2 separate regions of the Mus musculus genome follow, and region 1 is linked to region 2. A link is a contact called in public HiChIP or PLAC-seq data. All regions are on one chromosome and are shown on one strand. The core of a region is the stretch at or near the end of the contact, and the rest is flanking DNA. Distances in the headings are between cores, read along the strand shown.

The links. HiChIP or PLAC-seq counts read pairs in DNA pulled down with a chosen protein or histone mark.
Region 1: a contact with region 2 is called in a FOXA1 HiChIP or PLAC-seq map of pancreatic cancer cells. The contact joins two enhancer-like sites. A contact is called at or near these places in 3 of 115 datasets of contacts at active chromatin or transcription factors (extraembryonic endoderm stem cells, fibro-adipogenic progenitors and pancreatic cancer cells) and 1 of 9 other capture datasets (embryonic stem cells).

The regions. Positions count from the first base shown.
Region 1 is chr7:113,167,112-113,171,628 of GRCm38.p6, forward strand. No RefSeq gene overlaps it. Among named protein-coding and RNA genes, the nearest start is that of Gm33659, 18 kb to the left of the region's middle. Within about 2 kb of position 1,755, at least 40 of the 459 cell types and tissues checked have an H3K27ac peak or open chromatin away from gene starts, as enhancers often do. A contact at or near this core is called in fibro-adipogenic progenitors and pancreatic cancer cells, where this site is marked.
Region 2 is chr7:112,450,438-112,455,479 of GRCm38.p6, forward strand. The region is part of intron 1 of Parva (parvin, alpha); the gene reads left to right. Gm45998 (a long non-coding RNA gene) reads left to right here and starts at 972. Exons shown (of 2, transcript XR_001778261.2): 1 at 972-5,042. Within about 2 kb of position 3,669, at least 116 of the 459 cell types and tissues checked have an H3K27ac peak or open chromatin away from gene starts, as enhancers often do. A contact at or near this core is called in fibro-adipogenic progenitors and pancreatic cancer cells, where this site is marked.

The DNA of each region.
Region 1 (4,517 bases), core at 505-3,004, 710 kb after region 2:
TCACAAAACCTTGTGTACAAATAAAGTTATGATTCCTGCTTTCCAGATACAGAACCTAGCACACAGTAGGTGCTCAATATATCAGAGCTATCACCCGTGTGCAACGCTGCTTCCACGTCTCATAGTAGTCACTCAAACAAGAACATATCGCGGCAGGCTTTCCCGAGCACTGCAGACCATCTGCAGAAGGCTGCCTCAGCTGCACAAACTGCCTGCCCTAGGGTCTAAGATATGTTGACACTGACTGTACACTCCCTCTAGTGGCAGTACCGTGTACCCTTCCTCAACTGCTTTGATTTTTTTTTTCCTTTAAAAAACATTTTATTTATTCTGATTAGGGAATGCCATGCATGTTGGAATGTGTGCATCCCTGTGCCACAGAGTGCATATGGCATTCTTTCCACCATGGGCTCAAACTTGCATCACCAGACTTGTGAGACAAAGCACCTTCACCTGCCAGGATGTCTGGCGAGCCCTTGTTTTACTTTTCCATGGAGAGGGCAGATCTGACTAACTGGCAAAATGAATGATGTATGTGGCTGGTGCATCAACGCTGGTCATCAGAATTGCTATGGAGACACAGAAAGCAACCCACAAAGTGTTATGGTCACTGCTAAGTGTTCCTGGGAGATTGCCATGTGTGGGCATGCAGCTTACTTTGACATGCAAAATGCCACAACCAAACTTGAATTAGACAAAATTACCATCTCCCAGGTTTTGTTTGTTTGTTTGTTTCTTTGTTGGATATTTTTTAGTGGAAACAATGTATCTGGCACCATGCAATAGTGGAAACAATGTATCTAGCACCATGCAATGTCATCCTCTCAGAAGCTATATGACCCGAACCCAGAGCCTGGGCCCTAGCGCGTTGTGCTCAAAGAACCCTAAGTCAGTTCAGATATCTAGGGTGCAAACCTACTCCTCATCTATGGAACTAGGGGTGACATGTGGGGGTGTGGAGGTGCTAGTGCCATGGCACTTGTGTAGGAGTCAGAGTACACCTTGCAGGAACTTATGGTCACCTTCTAGCATGAGGGCCCTTGGACTTGAACTCGGGTCTGAAGACTTGGTAGCAAGCCCGTTATCTACTGAGCCATTTCATGGAGCCCATGGTTTGTTTTCCTTTTAAGGTTTGAGTTCTTCATGTATCATACGGTTGAATGATCTTTGGTGCAAATATTTTCTCTGTGTATTATTTGCCTTTTATCTTTACATTGTTGTTTCACATTTTTAACTAGCTTAACATTAATTATAGCCTCTAATTTTAAATGGTTTGTAATATCCCTCCTTTGCATGGGAACTGAGATGCTTGTCTCCAGGGAAGCGCGTCCGTTCTGTTTTGCTTCTTCTCACTCTTAGCTTTGAGATCTGCTCCTTTTAGGCTGGGTGCTGCTACCAGATTCCACTCTGCCCATGGGGAGTAAGTCCTCGTGGTTAGAGTGCCTGTTGTGGGTCCATATCAGTCTCAGGGTGATGGCACGGTGCAGGTCTGTGAACAGAGCTTTTGTACCGGAGCGCCCATATCACATGAAGCTGAGCTTTTGGTGGTAGCCCTTTGCGTGGCTGTGCTGTCTGGCCAGGTCGCTTCACCATCTGGGAACCTTCTTTTGTTCTACCAAAGACGAGATGCAGACACATTAGGATAGAACAGCCAAATGCCAAACTCAGTTTGGAAATTCCTTACTTTAGTCTGATGTTCAAGATGATCTCATTTTTAGTGAGTCAGGAAAAGGAGTGGCGCTATATTAAACGTCTCATTGCAAATCACACTTGGCTAGATGTACCAGAAACTCGGTAGCCATTAAGAGGACTGGAGTATCCCTGCTTAGAAAGACAGGGGGCTGGCTTTTGTCTATCTTTCTCTTTTTTATTACTTTCATTTTTCCCTCTTTCTTTCCTCTTCTTTCCTTCACTTATTTAGTTGTTTTTGCTTTTGTTTTGAGACCGGGCTTATGAAGCAGCAGCTGACCTTTATCTTGCTGTGTAGCTCGGAGTGAACTTGAATTCTCAGTCTTATGGACTCTTCTTCCCAAGTGCTGGGTTCATAGATATGTGTCTGACTGTCCGGACATATTCTAATTTTTCCCAATAGATTTTTGTGTATATTTGTTCCTACAAAGAATATAAACCAGTTTACCTTCTCCTTTTGTGAGGGAGAGAGAGAGAGAGAGAGAGAGAGAGAGAGAGAAAGAGAGAGATTGAGCACTTTGGGAAAGTTAGAGATTGTCAGGTCTCACACAGCATGACCTCAGATCAAAGGAAAGGAAGAAAGGAGACTCCTATCCGGTACCCTCTAGCTATAAGCTGTGTCCTCCAGGTAGGCAGCTGCATGAAGTGGCTAATCACTGGCTTCTTCCACATTGGTCACAAGCAAGAGTTCAGGTTCTGGTCTCCAAGAGGCTGGGCTTGACTCACACCCCAGCTGCACTACTAACAGGCAGTGTGAGCATACAACAGTCAGGCTCGTCTGCAGCATACTGCTCATGTGTACTAAGCTTTGGCTCTCGGGGAAGGTGAGAGTACATGGTATAAATAATGCAGTAGATAGCCTGAAGTCAAAAACCCTCAAAGCCTATTGGCAAAAGATTGCAAACTAGGCTGTGTTTAAAGCAGTTGGCCTTAGAGCACTGAACCTACATTTGAACTAGGGTACCCAAATATTTTATCTGTTAGGTAATGTCTAAGATCATGGAAGTTTCTGGAGGTTTCCAAAGACACATCCACTGACTTCTGAGATGTTTTAGACACCACACACAAGTCATTCATGACTCTCTGAGCAGGTGCCACATGTCTTACTTGTCCTAGCTGGAAACAGCCTTTGACGTGAGAGGCAATGGTGGTCTCCTAAGGATGTGGAGGGTTTCCTGGAGACTGGACAGAGAATCTAGTGCTGCTTCTCCAGGCAGACCACAAGCCACTAGGCCTTAATCCAATCGTAGTAGTCAGCTTGCCATGCTATGGCCCTCTCCCGTGGGTGTTTTCTGCTTGTGTTACAGTCACTCGTGGCCCATGTGGATAAGAGTTTGCTGTTCTCACAACCACCTTGAGGCTAGACCTACCTGTGCAGAGCCAGCCAGACAACTCCAGGAGTAAATGAGGAGGTCAGTGCCACAGAGGTGCTCACGGGTTGTTCTCCAGAGCATGGAGGTTTGCCGCTGCCTTAAATGTCCCACAAACCCCAGGGTGTTAGCTAGCTAGGCTAGCCCTTTCACAAGTGTTAAAATCACTTCATCTGTTTTTTCCCAATCCTCTTGCTATCATTAAAGCCTCATTCTAAATAACTGTCAAAGAATTGAGAACCTTCTGGAAGGTGGTACATAGTGTTTATTTTGCTTAAACGATGTTTTCTTCATAAGAACTCTCTTGGGCCACAGATCACTTCAAGCCACCTTGACTCTGAGCTCGTCAATAATTGGTGACATTTCTCCCATGTTCATTGTGCTTTTGACACTGCACCAAGTTCTGGATTTGAGTCATATCACTAATTCTCAAGACAAAACTCTACACTGAAGGGTCGTCATCACCCCAGTATAGATGAAACGTGAATTGAAACAGCTGGTCCATGGCTACCCAGAGAAGGCAGACCCGGGGAGTCAACCTCCTCTTGCCCATACTTTCTAAAAAGAGATTTCTTTAAAAGAAAGAAAGAGAGAGAGAGAGAGAGAGAGAGAGAGAGAGAGAGAGAGAGAGAAGGAAGGAAGGAAGGAAGGAAGGAAGGAAGGAAAAGAAAGGAAAGGAAAGGAAAGGAAAGGAAAGGAAAGGAAAGGAAAGGAAAGGAAAGGAAAGGAAAGGAAAGGAAAGGAAAAAAACACCACCACCATCACCATTTTGGCTTTTAGAGATTCAGAAATCAGCCTGCCTCTGCCTCCCAAGAACTGGGATTAAAAGTATATGCCACCATGGCTGGACACTCTTCTTTAAATGTGTGTGTGTGTGTGTGTGTGTGTGTGTGTGTGTGTGTGTGTGTGTGTGTGTGTTTATGAATGCAGGCACTTGTGGTGACAGCTCTCTTGGAGCTAGAGCTACAGGTGGTTGTGGACTGCCCGGCATGAGTTCTGGAAACTATTCTTAGGTCCCCTGCAGCGTCAGCCAGTACTTTTAACCACTGAGCCACCGCTCCAACCCAAAGCACACAATCTTAAGCAATATAAAGACAAAATTTGGATAGCTCTAAAAGTCAAATCCCCAGCCTCTAGCACAAGGCAGTCCCGCATGATCAAGGGACATTGGACAGTCAGCTGGCTGGGGAGACTCTGCCTTTCTAAGGACTGTCTTAGAACACCTGTTCCCTTCACTTTCATTGCATCATTCAACTTAGCACACACACACACACACACACACACGCACACGCAAATGCTCTCACATGCACACATACGTACAGCACATACAAAATTGCCTATCGCTTGACTCCATGCATATAATATAGTAGAGAAACACAGATGATCAAGGCAAAGCCTTTGACCTTGTGTGTTGTAGTCATGACAAGTAAGCACAACACAGCACAGGAAGTGCTTCAG
Region 2 (5,042 bases), core at 2,419-4,918:
AGGTAAAGTGAGCTCAGGCCTGGCCTGGGGCCGAGAGGAAGATGGACTTAGGACCTAGGGCAGTGCTGAGCTCCCTAAAATCAACAGAGGTAGTCAGCAAACTGGCTTTGACTGGATACAAATGAAGCCTGGCACTGGGAGACGGTATTAGACGTCCTGAGTCGATATTCAAGAGGCAGGATTAGAACGGTTAGAAGCCAGCTTTCCCAGTCAGAGCACTGGCAGGTGTGTAGCCACTTTTCAGCTTGCTTGTAAAATTGGAATAGATGGGGTGTGCCTGTCGATGTGCCCCATGCAGCTCTTCCTTTTATGTTTGAATGGAGCCACCATATGTGATGCATCTGCATGAGTGAAATCCCAGCAGGACTCCTGGGAGGTCCCGTCACTCCATTTTACAGATAAGAAAGCTGAGGCTCAGAGAGAGAAGTGACTGGCCCAAAGTGTTGCTCCCCTATGAAGGGGTATAACAAGGTAGGGCTGGAGAGAAGGTTCAGATTTCTGCTCCCCTAAAGGACCCACCCAGCCTTGGATTTGGATCCCAGCAGCCATGTCAGGAAGCTCACAGCCTATATAACTCCAGTATAACTCTGCTGTCTTCAACTTAAACACACACACACACACACACACACAAATAAATCTTTTAAAAGTAACAACAACCACAAAAGAGAGATTTCAGTCAGTCTCTTCAGGAGCCAAACCCAACTCTGCCAGCTGTGATACCATACAGACAAGGGCTTTTCTGAATAGTGTGTGTTCATTCATCCATAATAATGAACAATGGCTTGTCAATGGTATGTATCCAGAGTGACCACCTAATAAATTACAGCTTCCCTAGTCTTTCAAGATGTTGGCACTTTTCTTTTTTTTTTTTCTTTTTTTTTTTCTTTCTTTTTTTTTTTTCCCGAGACAGGGTTTCTCTGTATAGCCCTGGCTGTCCTGGAACTCACTTTGTAGACCAGGTTGGCCTTGAACTCAGAAATCTGCCTGCCTCTGCCTCCCAAGTGCTGGGATTAGAGGCGTGCACCACCGCCGCCTGGCTTGGCACTTTTCTAGCTTGGCACTTTTCTAGTTAGTTAATTGTTCAACAAACTAGCACCGAGAGGCAAGCCTGCCCACGAGCCACCCCCCTGGGTCCTGCCACACGTTGGCTGTGCAACCCGAGACAAATGTCTCTGAGCTCTAGTGTTAATGTATACAGCTCATAGAATTGTTGAGAAAAGGTCCAATACTGGAAAGCATGGAAAACAATGTTGGGGCCTCTGGGCATTCCACTGATGTGTGCTGTCAGGCTCTAGGGTGTGGCTCTTGTTCACAGGATGTCAAGCCAGCTTTTAGTATTAATGATACTTGTATTAAACCAATTAAAATTTGTTTACAGTGAAACAAGTTTTAATTGGTCTAAGGTAGGTTTCAACTTTCCTTTTATTTATTTATTTTTTAAGGCAGGGTCTCACTATGTGGCTCTGGCTGTCCTGGAACTCATATGTAGACCAGGCTGGCCTTGAACTCACAGAGATCCACTTGTCTCTACCTCCTGAGCAGTGGGATCAAAGGTGTGCGGCACTCCGTTCCTCTAAAGCTTTTTCTTCCTTATGTATTTGTGTGTGGGTATGTGTACCTGAATGCAGATGTCCTTGGAAGCCAGAAGAGGTCATCAAACCCCCTGCAGCTGGATTTAGGGAGGGTTGTGGGCCTCCTGATTTGAGTTCTGGGAACTGAACTCAAGCCCTCTGCAAGAACAGAGCATGCTCTTGACCAGTGAGCTGTCTCTGCGGCTCCTGGGGTCAGGAGTATTGACTGGAAAGCTCGGGCCCGTCTTTATTCCTCACTGCAGGACTTAAAAGGCAGTGGTAGTGTACATGCGAACATAGCTGTGAGCCAGGCAAGGATGGAACTCCGGTGATCCCAGCTTGGGAGGTCCATCTGCGAGGATGGATGCAAGTCTCCGCCTGGGACACAGAGTAAGACCTTGTCTCAAAACACTAACAGCAAAGAATGACAGACGAACGGAAAATAGAAAAGAAAATCCTAGTGCTTCAATCATGTGTTAAAAGTGTTTAGCCAACTGGGAAGACGGTTGGGTGGGTAAAGAAGCTTCCTATGCAAGCCTGAAGACCTGAGTTTGACCCCACAACTCACACCGACAAGAATAATCAATACAGCGTTTAGATGGCTGGCTACTCTTTTCTGGTTGTTACTGGTCTTGGTGCCTTTCAGGTGTGGTCTCATTTTTCAGCAGCTTGGTGTACTGTATGACAGAGTCACACCCTGCTAGAAGGTATTCAAACCGTTTCCTATTGCCAGGCACTTAAGCTTTTTGTAACGATTTACTGCTCCAAACAATGGTGCATTAAGCCTGCTTGCAAACAAATAAAAGTATCCTATTTCAGTTTACCAGCCCCATGAATTCCTTCTTTATTATTTTTTTAGGTAGAATATAAAATAATGTATTTCATCATAGTGTATGTGTATATATATACATGTATATGTGTTATAAGACTAAACTTTGTTCATATTCCCTGTGGCTGTCTTCATCTGCCCACCTTCCTTCTGCTGGTCTCCGTTACCAACCATAAATTCTTAGAAGTAGAATTGCTGTCTCAAGTTTTTTGAGTTTGAATTTAGCTATATATGTCCAGCTTGGTATTCAGGAAGGAGATGCAGGTAGTGGGGTGGCTATAAGCAAATATCCCTATACTTTATATTTCAGGGCTAAAAACAATTGTTTTTTTTTCTTCCTATGAATTCAGTCCTGCCTTCTGCATTCAGAAGGCAAGGCAGAAAGCCTGGCATTTGCCGAAGACTCTGTATAGCAAGATTTTGTTGTTGGTTTGGAGAGAGAGAGAGAGAGAGAGAGAGAGAGAGAGAGAGAGAGAGAGAGAGAGAGAGAACGAGAATGAATCAGTATACAGTCCAGGCTAGTCATGAACTTGTCACCCTCCTGCCTCAGCCTCTGAAATTCTGTGATTATAAGCATGTGGCATCCATACCTGGTTTGATGCAGCGAAGTCTGAGGCTAGCCTAGACTACATAGTGAGATTCTGACTCAAAAAAATTAAAACTTAATACAGAATTATAACTTTTCTTGTGAAGAAGACCTGTCATTTGAGTCCCCCTGAGCTCTGGTTTTGTTGGGGATGTGCCCATACATTTCTAAGTGATGAATTCCTAAGATCCTGTCTCCAGCATTTAGTGTTCACAGACATTTCTGGAGTTCAAGGCAAAAGGCCTTTGTGTTTCTAGCATTCCCTCTTCTCCCAGGCCGACTGCCTCTGGTTTCCCAGCCTTTGCCGACTGGGCTCTCTCTTGACTTTTGGGATAAATATTTAGAGATTGTGTGTTCTTGTGGCATGCTTGCCTTTGATGCAGAGGGTCCAGGGTTCTGATTGGAGGAAGCCTCTAGCCCTATGGAGATCCAAAGCTGCCAGCCAGTCGGAGCCCCTCTGCCTCTCCAGTTCTTGCAGGCAGGCGCCCTGGAAGGTTTGCAGGGCTCTCCTGCCCTCCTGCAGTGCACTTGGCTAGAGATGAGACTTAAGACTGATTTCCTTTTAGGGATAATTGTGCAGCCAACCAGCAGCAGAAAACCCAGTGACAGGGATAATGACATCCAGGGCCTTGAGAAGGAGCAGAGAGAAGGGCAGAGTGACTCATGAGCCCCTGCATCCTCCCAGAACATTCCAAGAACTGCCTGCCTGCTGAGTTCACACCCGGAGACTATTATCCTACCAGGGGCAGCAAGGCCAACTGCTGAGTGTTAGCCCCAGGGAGGGGATTGCAGATGCCCTGGAAGGAACAGCCCTGGAGTTGAATTTCCATCTTGGGAAGGAGACACACCACACTTTCCTCTTCAGCCTAGCTTCTAGGGACTGGTCCTCTGGAGGGACACAGACCTCAGAGCTGCTTGGGCCTGGCCATATCATTTGTTTCTTTGAATGTCAGTTTTCCATCTTCTAAACAGGGATCAAAAGGCCTTGAAGCAATGTTGGGGAGCGACTGAAGAAGGGTATTGTTTGACATGAGCACAGCCTTGTCAAGAACCCCAGTGTCTCAGACCCATGGAAGTGGCAAAGCGTTCCCTGGGTGAGGCTCAGAGGATGGTAGAACCTTCCTCTTGTCCATGTGTGGATACTCACAGTCGCTCCAGAAAATGCCCACTGTAACTTTCTCCCTGCTCCGCGTGCTGATGTCCTGAAGACTGCTCCCCTACACAGGCTGCTTGTGTGGAGACTAGCTAAGCCTGCCTCCTTGTTTGCCTGTGTATAATAAACATGCTGATCGTCTCTGTCAGGCCTAATCCCAGCTTTTCTCTGTATGTGTGTATTATTTCTATACAAGGATGCAACAGAGCGGTCTCTAACACAGCTAGTAATGAGTTCATGTTGGGGTCTTGGCATGCCACACAAAAATGTGTGCTGTTACTGTGCTGGTGTTTCAACCTTCCCTTTGGCCTCACCCTCCCCTAAAGCTTGGAATATACTGTAAAGAGCTTGCAGAGGTCACAGTTATATGAAATGTATATTACACAGAAAGATAGATTCATTGGATCCCATTAAATGACTAGCTGTGAGGTAGGATTTTGCTATTTTAATTACACTTATTTACTGTATGCTGTACATGCATGAGGGGTCAGAGGACAGCTTACAGGAGTCAATTCTCTCCTTCTGCTAAGTAGATCCAGGGGACCAAACTCAGGTCATCAGCCTTGGTGGCAAGCTCCTTTACCAGCTGTGCCTCTTGGTGGCCTCAGGCTTTGCTTTTATCTCCTTCTGTGTACTGAGTTACAGAGCTGGAGTAATCAGCTCACTGTAAGTGGTGGGGCCAGCATAGCATTCAAAGCAAGGCTGTCAACTCTAGGACCTAATGTCCCCTAACCATTAGGTTATCCTGCCTCTCAGCGTATCTACGTTTCCATAGGAGAGTTTTCAAGTATGAGCCAGGAAAGGATGTTTTTCTTATTCTCTTAATTAAAACAAAACAAAACAAAACAAAACAAAACAAAACAAAGAAAAAAAACCCAACTGTTACTTTTCTCAGGATAACAA